Regions from separate parts of the Mus musculus genome. Here all the other regions are linked to region 2. The links are chromatin contacts, called in public Hi-C and promoter capture Hi-C maps. All regions are on one chromosome and are shown on one strand. Each heading gives the region's core, a stretch centred on a gene start, on an enhancer-like site or on the middle of the called end of the contact. The rest is flanking DNA. Distances are from core to core; before and after follow the strand shown. Region 1 overlaps Chia1 (chitinase, acidic 1). Region 2 holds the start of Kcna2 (potassium voltage-gated channel, shaker-related subfamily, member 2). Region 3 has its middle 23 kb from the start of 2010016I18Rik.

Region 1 (2,700 bases), core at 156-2,655, 970 kb after region 2:
TTCAGGAATAGTGACTGCAGCTGTCAGTAAATGAGAGGGCTCTCTTTTCTCTACACCCTCGTCTCTTTTGTTGAGAATTTTTAAACTGTATTTTGATCATATTCACTTCCTCCCCTATCTCCTCCTAAATCCACCCATTTCCTTATCTACACAATTTTGTGTTCTCATGTTTTCAAACTCATTGAGACTAATTTGTGCTGCTTATATATTCTTGAGTTGTGTGACACTTTTAAAAAAACTGACTTCTAAACCCTATCAATTATCAATAGCATCTCAGCTAGGGGTGGAACTTCATGGCCTACTTTCCTCTCAATGGTGGTATTTGTCTGGTTTGACCTTTTGGAGTTCTTATGTATACTGTCACAACTGTTGTTAATTTGTGTGTCCCTACAACTGCTCTGTAGTATTTAGAAAACAGTTTCCTTGTATTTATCCTCTGCCTCTGGCTCCTACAATCTTTTGAAAACCCCTTCTGTGATGAGCCCTGAGCTGTAGGAGGAGAAGGGATATGACATAGATGTCTCATTTAGGGTTAAGCGCTCCAAGTTTCTTATTCTCTGTGCCTTGACTAGTTGCAGGTCTTTGTGTCAATTGCTATCTACTGCAGAAAGAAGTTTTTCTGCTAAGTTCTGGAAAGGCATTAAGTCACTAGGAGTCAGTTTGACACTGCTGATAAAGACTCTTGTAAGCCTCTTTGCTGGGCAGGTACTTCATGCTACACAGTCCATAGCGCATATCTAGCCACTGCTTCTAATTTCAGTATTACTAAAACAGTTCCAGATCCCCAGCAAGATTAACAGAAAGTTGTGGATTTTATTCCTCAGCAACCCCAGCAGCATTGCAAATACTACAGAGTCCTTGATAATGGTTCCTAGGCTACTGATTCATCACCAAACATCAAATATCTTCCACAGTAGAAAATGTATGGTGGTTGGCTCCACAATTTCTCTCTCTCTCTCTCTCTCTCTCTCTCTCTCTCTCTCTCTCTCTCTCTCTCTCTCTCTCTCTCTCTCTCTCTCTCTCTCTCCCTCTCCCTCCAACCCATACATAGCTGGTATTTCTAAGTAAAGAAAAGTTTTCAACAAAACTGTGAAAAATCAAGAACACCGATGTTTTGGCTACCAATTTTATTGCATAAGGTTAAAGGGAAGATAGTTACTTTTGGTGAGGAGTAAAGGAGAGTGCAGAAATTTCTGGAAGAATGGCATTAGGTTCATGGCCAGTTGCAGCAATTACAGCTGGTATCAAAAACAAGCCCTGCTTGACAATGCTGCTGGTATGTGATTCCATTGATGCACTGCCAAAAAGCATTTCTGTCATCTGCCACAGGGTAGAGGCCATCTGCTTTGTCGGCACAGAATCCACTGCCTCCAGAGCTTCCTCCGGAGCTTCCACCCCCACTCCCACTTCCTGGAGGAGTAGTCACTGGCTCGGAAGGCACGTCAGGAGCTGTGCAACCTGAAACATACAAGTAGAGTGAGTCGATGGGTGGGCTTGATGAAGCAGTGGCAGTAAAGTAAACTATGTGCATTATAGCCAGAATATGGATGCAATTAGCTGCAGTCTCACAACTGAAGAGGCTGTAAGACATAGCAGGAACTAAGAAAAGATGTAATGTGAATGCATGCCAGCATTATCTTGTTCTCTCTTTTGCTATCTAAGACATTCAAGAAAGACCTAATATGCAAAAACAGATATTTTTAAGATATGACTGTAAATACCTCTGAAAGAAAAACATGGGAACAGGTAGGAAGGTTGAAATATTCCCTGAGTGATGGAGTGGATATATAAGAATACAGGCAAAGCTTCCTGTTAATTCTCCCCAGGAGCCTAAGCAAGACATTGAATAAGGAACACACACCACACACACACACACACACACACACAGAGAGAGAGAGAGAGAGAGAGAGAGAGAGAGAGAGAGAGAGAGAGAGAAACTTGTATGTAAAAAAGTAAGCACAATTTCTTCAGACTCTTACAAACCTTGAAATCCTAGAAAATCTGATCTCACACACTCCAAAAATAAGCTTGGTTTTCCATAATTCCCTTAGAAATTAGGATTTAGGGAATGTCAATAACTTTTCTGTCACCTGGACAAGTGCAACAGACTGAAATGGGAAGAATATCCCAAGACAATAGGAGTGAGAATGCCAAGACTGCCTTTAAATTAATAAGCAGACATTATTAACACATACATACGTACATACATACATACATACATACACACACAGACACACACACAGGACACTAATGCAGTCATTTACCTTCAGTGGATATGCCAAGGGCTTTGTTCAAAGTAGAAGTCAGAGGAAATTTTCCCTGATCACAGAAAGAGCCAGTGAAGTCATCAAGGTCAATGGCCCAGATCATGGCACCTCCAAAATTGTTCTGCTTAAGCCACTGAGCCTGTTTAAGAGTAGAGGGTAGAAGGTTCCTTTGATTTCCTGAGCCTTGGGTCTGTTATGGCAGCAAATCCAAGGAGCTGGCCTTACCTTAACACTGAAGCTCTTGATATTGTCATAGCCAAGCCACTCGTTGGCCTTATAGGCATAGGGCACTTCTTGGGAGGCATCCCAGACCTCAGTGGCTCCACTTCTCAGAAAGGTGCAAATCTTTGAATGTCAAGAGAATCAAACCCTTTAAATATTAACCCCATTAAAGAGAAAACACATTATCTTCTTTCCATTCATATCCCCAGTT
Region 2 (2,794 bases), core at 214-2,713:
CTAACCTCTCCTGGATAACCATAAGCTTTCCCTTCCCATCAGCTTGAAGCACTTTCTCCCTAGACCTCAGTTGCCAACAGAAGCGACCCAGCTTTCTTGGTGTCAGAAGACATATCTCCCAAGAGGGAGGGTTTTCCTCTCTGACCTTAGCCATGTCCTGGTAAAGAAGCAATCCTTCCTCCACAACACACACTCCTTCCCAGCTAGAGAGGTCCCACAAGCAGCAAGATTGCCTCTGTAGAATGCCTAATAGAAGGGGTCGCTTGAACTTACTCTCCCTCCAGGATCCCTGGGCCTCAGGCCTTGCTCTGGGTTGGGTGGCATTTGAGCTGGGCAAGCACTCGACCACCGATTTCTTCCCAAGAGAAAATCCCTCACATCTCGGCAGGGAAGCACAGAACAAACGCTCAAGCTGCCTGACTGCGGGGCGGATTGGCTTCACATAGAGGGGGAGCCTAGAGAAAGCTGGCTTCCGGGCTGGCCCCCCGCCGACCCAATCCCGCTGGCCCCAGAGCCGGGGAGGGGTCTGGGCCCTCTCCCATCGCCCGGGGTTCCAGCCGGGATTCCGCCGGGCGCGCTCCCGCCGGAATCCGCTGGGCTGACCGGAGCCCACAGCCGCCGGACCGCTAGAGTGTGCCACCTTAACCCCTTCCTGCGCAGTGCGGTGGGCTCCCGCTGCGGGCCGGAGGGCAGCCTAGCTGGTGCCTGCGAGGTCCAGCCGAGGGACCACCAAGACTCCATCTCCACCTGAAACACAGGAGCCCGAACTCTGAGGGTGCAGAGCAGGCGTCGCCAGGCAGCTGCTCCAGATCTAGCTTCCTTTTAGGCTGGAGAGCTTCACGGCAGCCCACCACCCCGGCCAAGTGGAAAAAACAAGAGACTGCAGAGAAGCCCATTTTACTCCGTTGCCGAGAGGCAAATGCAACCAGGAGGACCCAAGTGACTCGGGTCCTACCCACCCACTATTTACCAGCGGTGGCTATGCAGTCAGCTGCACTTCCCATCACCCGCCAGCTCCAATCTGCGCCCTCCGCCCTATGTCACGCACAGACCACAGGGTCCCCGAGCCCATTCCATGCACTCTTCTGCAGGAACAAGTCTCCCCCTTAAGTCCCACGCAGCCGGTGCGGATCCACAGCCCTTCAGGCCGACATCAAGGGTCGGCACCACCTCGCCCACCCAGACTACCGTGGTACCCTGCAGCCCCTATGGGCGCTGCAGCCGGTCAGGGATGGCAGCATGCGCAGCAGAATGCCGGACACTGATTTACCCTTGCAGATGGGTACCAGAGCCTCCATGTTCCTGGGTGGCAGCCAGCACAGGCAGAACCCGGACAGCGGGCGGTGGCGGTGGTGGCGGCGGGGTGCGGGCGGCCAGCCGGGAGCCGACTCTGCAGTCCCGCGGGCGGCGCGTACGGAGCGCCCGGCCGCCGCCCGCAGCCGCACCGCGCCGCACCGCGCCACGCAGCGCCGCACCTGGCCCCGCAGCGAACTCGAATTAAAGGGGCCGGCTGGGGCAGAGCTAGCGAGGTGTGTCGCTCGCCGCCGCCGCCAAGCTGGCCACTGGGTTAGATCCCTGTGTCCCGGACCCCCACCGCAAAGAAAACACCCCATTCTTTGACAAAACCTAGCTTACCAAACAAAACTCCGCGCAGAGCTCAGCTGGGTACTGCCTGGGTCGGGAGACAGGGGAGAGGGTAGAAGTTGAGGAGCGCTTGAGAGGTTCTTGCCAACATAATGAAGTAGGCAGGATGAACTGATCAATACCATCCCAGGCCCGAGCGCGAGCCAGCCCCGAGGGAGATGTGTTGCTATTATTAAGATGCTGCCAGACAGAATCTGCAGACCCCAGTCCCCCCACTCCTGCCTTCTGCTTCTGCATCCCCGTTTCCTTCAGTACTCCTGAGCCCCACCTCTCTCTTACCCAGCACAGACTCGGTTTCCCAGGACAATACAGCAGGTGAGGGCCTGGCCTCAGTGTAGCAGAAACTCACTGCTGTCTTTGCCCCCCACGGGGTGGGGGTTGGGGGGAACTGCAGAACAACAGAACTGCAGGACTGGCTTCTAGCCTTTCTGACTTCCTTTCCCCAGGGCTCTGGACAGAGAGGGCGGAGGGACACACAGTTGCCCTTGGGAGAGCAGGCTCCTTACAAAAGCCCTTTCACAGATCTTAACACCACCAGCTGGCCCACGATCTCACCGTGGGGGTGCATGGTAGAGCAGGATATGCCCTTTGCCTCGGAAATAATTTGTATAGGAAGTTCTTGGCTTAGGTTGGGGATAGGAGTGTTTTAGGGGGTCCAGATTGGCTTGCAAACCTTGCAAAAGCTCCAAGCCTTCACTAGTACAGTTCTGCAGGCCCCCTGTCAGAACCGCCTACACGGATACTCCACAGAGGGACTCATTGAAATGAACTTCTGAGCTCTGATGTTCAGAGGGGCTCTGGTGTGTGAAAGACTCTTCCCTGGCCCTTTCTGCTAAGACAGTTCTCTTTATGCAAGTATCAGAAACTCTGAAAGCCTGCTTCCCTGCAAGGGAAGGTTCTAAGAGATTCGGCCATTTCCCAGTGGGAGCCTATAAGGTGGGTGAAAGATTGGACCCTACCTAGAGCTACAAAGCTAGAAGGCTTTGGTGGGCTTAGAGGGAAATCAATGTCTTGTAAGACCAGACTCGTTTGGCTTCTGGCTCCTGGAAGATTGGCTATGAAGATCGGTTGTCAATGCAGGATCCAGAGTCTAGCCTGGGTGTTTCACTTGCCAAATTCAAACTTCAATTTCTGTCAAGTTATTGGATAA
Region 3 (2,700 bases), core at 87-2,586, 640 kb after region 2:
GGAGGATTGTTATGAGTTTGAGGTTAGCCTGCTCTTGATAGTGAGTTCCAGGATAGCCTGGGCTATGAAATGAGACCTTATCTTGACAAAGAAGAAATAGTGGTCAGAGAGATTGCTCAGTGGAGTGGTTAGGAATGTTTGTTCCTCTTGAAGAGAATCTGAGTTCAGTTCCAAGCATCCATACTGGGCACTTTTCAACTATGTGTTACTCCAGATTTAGGGGATCTGATGACCACTTCTTGATTCAATGGACACCGCACTCATGAGTGCATACCTCCACACAGACACACCTAAGCACATATTAATAAAAACAAACAAGAAAGAACAGGCTATGGTAGTACATGACTAATTCAAACACTTGGGAAGTAAAAAGAGGAGAGTCAGGAGTTCAAACACCATTCCCCTCTCCATAGAGAGCTTGAGACCAGCCTGAGCTCTTCTCAGGATGCACAGCATATTGGTGGTAGTGTACCAATACCAATACCTGTCCCCAAACTCGGGGTCCAGAGACAGTTAAAAGTTCTAGCTGTACAAACATGAAAACCTGAATTTGATCCCTGGAACCCACGTAAACAAAAAAATGTTAAGATGTAGCACTCACATGGCAAGATGAGAGGCAGAAACCAGGGCCAGCTAGCTTAGAGACTAGAATTCTTGAAAGACCCTCAACAAGATGGAAATAAGTACCAGCTACCAAAATATGTCCTCTGTTCTAAACACAGACACACACACACACACACACACACACACACACACACACACAGGAGAGAGAGACAGAGACAGAGAGACAGACAGAGAGACAGACAGAGAGACACAGAGAGAGAACGCCCTTCGGAGTAAGCTGAACTCTTGAAACTACACATCCTAATAAGATATGTATAAAGGACAGCCTCAGCATTAAGTGCTGTTCTTATCAGACTTAAAAAAATAACTTATTTTAGCGTTTTAAAATGTAATTTTAAATTAGCATACAAAATATTAGGTGTCACTTTAGTGTTCTCAAAGTGCTTTAGCAGATTCTCCTCAACCATCTTCTCCACCCCTAATCTCTTGTAGCCTCCTCAACAAACTTTAACAATTTAAAATTACCATTGCTATTTATGGGTGAATATGGATGTATGTATGACAGGTACATATGTGAAGGTCCGAGGACAATTTTTAGGAGTTCTTTGTTTCCTCCCACCAAGTGGTTGGAGATTGAGCAAAGGCTGTCAGGTTTGGTGATAAATACCTTCACCTACTGGGCCATCTCTCCAGCTCCACGATTTTCTAAGAGTCAACCTTCCCCATATTTTATCTTTACATCTTTACATCTTATTCTGAGACATCTTTACGTCACTGCTTGTTATTTCCTGGGTGCCTTGCTGATGGGTGGAGGGGGCTGAACCATATGAACCTGTCTGAAATCATCCCTCCAAAGGGTTTTCATACCCAACACGACTCTCCCAGATATCACAAAGGCCAAGGGAAATAGTTGATAAGAGCAGGGCTTAAATAAGATTATTGGAGCTAATATTATTGCCAAATAATCCCAGTACAAATATTAGTTTGCACAACAGAGCTCACGAGTGTCCTTGCATGTGAGACGAAGCAGGATATAGTAGTAGTCAGCAGCTGCTGGACCACATGAAGGATGTGAGATCTGAGTAGCAATCAAGCTGCAGGCAGTGTGAGAAAACACAAGCACCAAGTTCCCAGGGTGTATGTGAACATGCAGCTTTTACAAAAAGGCATAGGGAGTGGGTGTGCAGTGTTGGTCTGCCATGCTCAGAGGAAACCAAATGCAAATTGCTATGCTTTGTAGAGGTCTTAGTTTCCAGTCTCCTTTTGTCAAGAAAGTAGAGACTTGCTGCAAGAGGCTGAGCACCAAGTGGGGGCCAAGGTTATTTAGTAGCTTGCTTTAGAGAAGGAGGTGGAATGCTCACCACAGCACTAACCAGAGGAAGTTGTCTGCTCCTCAAGGTCTTTTTGAGACTTCCGGTCTTTGCATCTGATGGAACAGTTTGCGCCAGAAGTGAGTCCTCACTTGAATCTTTCTGAAGACAGAGATGGAGAGGTGAGAAGGACTATGAATGATCAACAAACTGCATCCCATGCTGCCTTTGAGCTGCATGCTGACTAGGGGTGGAGGGGAGAGCAAGCTTTGCAAAAAGAAACACAAAGTGTTCGGTCAAGAACTGCTGAAGCGCCGGGCGTGGTGGCTGGCACACGCCTTTAATCCCAGCACTCGGGAGGCAAAGGCAGGCAGATTTCTGAGTTCGAGGCCAGCCTGGTCTACAAAGTGAGTTCCAGGACAGCCAGGGCTATACAGAGTAACCCTGTCTCGAAAAACAAAAACAAACAAAAACAAACAAACAAACAAAAAACAAACCAAAAACCAAACCAAAACAAAAAAAGAACTGCTGAAGCTAAATCCTGGCCTGCCATTTGAAAGCTTCTTGGGAAACTCCTTCCCTGCGAAATGGGAAGAATGTGATGCCTATTGACTGTGAGGGTGTCATAACATTCTCATTTTAATTTCTGCCATTTCTCCAGTTTCCAGGATTGCTTTAGCCTTCTTCCTGTATTCCTGTTTCCAAACAAAACTTAAATTCTGATTGTGTTTCTTGTTTTTTTTTTTTTTCTAAAGATCAAATTCTGATACCTAATCTTTTTCGATTTAAGTGACCATTCAAATGTTTTCCCAAATGCACATAAACA

Evidence for each region. Promoter capture Hi-C pulls out the DNA fragments that hold promoters and counts their contacts. A called contact is a pair of places that touch in the nucleus more often than the background predicts.
Region 1: a promoter capture Hi-C map of hippocampal neurons shows a contact between it and region 2, with 2.7 times the contacts expected there. The contact joins the enhancer-like site here to the promoter of Kcna2 in region 2. A contact is called at or near these places in 4 of 39 promoter capture datasets (hematopoietic stem and progenitor cells, hippocampal neurons, liver and 1 more) and 1 of 9 other capture datasets (embryonic stem cells).
Region 3: a contact with region 2 is called in a Hi-C map of CD8 T cells, with 2.7 times the contacts expected there. The contact joins the enhancer-like site here to the promoter of Kcna2 in region 2. A contact is called at or near these places in 1 of 39 promoter capture datasets (pre-B cells), 1 of 484 Hi-C or Micro-C datasets (CD8 T cells), 1 of 115 datasets of contacts at active chromatin or transcription factors (CD8 T cells) and 1 of 9 other capture datasets (embryonic stem cells).

What each region holds. Positions count from the first base shown.
Region 1 is chr3:106,130,531-106,133,230 of GRCm38.p6, reverse strand. Chia1 (chitinase, acidic 1) reads right to left here. Exons shown (of 11, transcript NM_023186.3): 9 at 2,493-2,612; 10 at 2,265-2,406; 11 at 1,113-1,458. The coding sequence ends at 1,214. Among named protein-coding and RNA genes, the nearest start is that of Chia1, 18 kb to the right of the region's middle. Within about 2 kb of position 1,405, at least 24 of the 459 cell types and tissues checked have an H3K27ac peak or open chromatin away from gene starts, as enhancers often do. A contact at or near this core is called in hippocampal neurons, where this site is marked.
Region 2 is chr3:107,100,236-107,103,029 of GRCm38.p6, reverse strand. Kcna2 (potassium voltage-gated channel, shaker-related subfamily, member 2) reads right to left here and starts at 1,463. Exons shown (of 3, transcript NM_008417.5): 1 at 1,271-1,463.
Region 3 is chr3:106,461,352-106,464,051 of GRCm38.p6, reverse strand. No RefSeq gene overlaps it. Among named protein-coding and RNA genes, the nearest start is that of 2010016I18Rik, 23 kb to the left of the region's middle. Within about 2 kb of position 1,336, at least 74 of the 459 cell types and tissues checked have an H3K27ac peak or open chromatin away from gene starts, as enhancers often do. A contact at or near this core is called in CD8 T cells and pre-B cells, where this site is marked.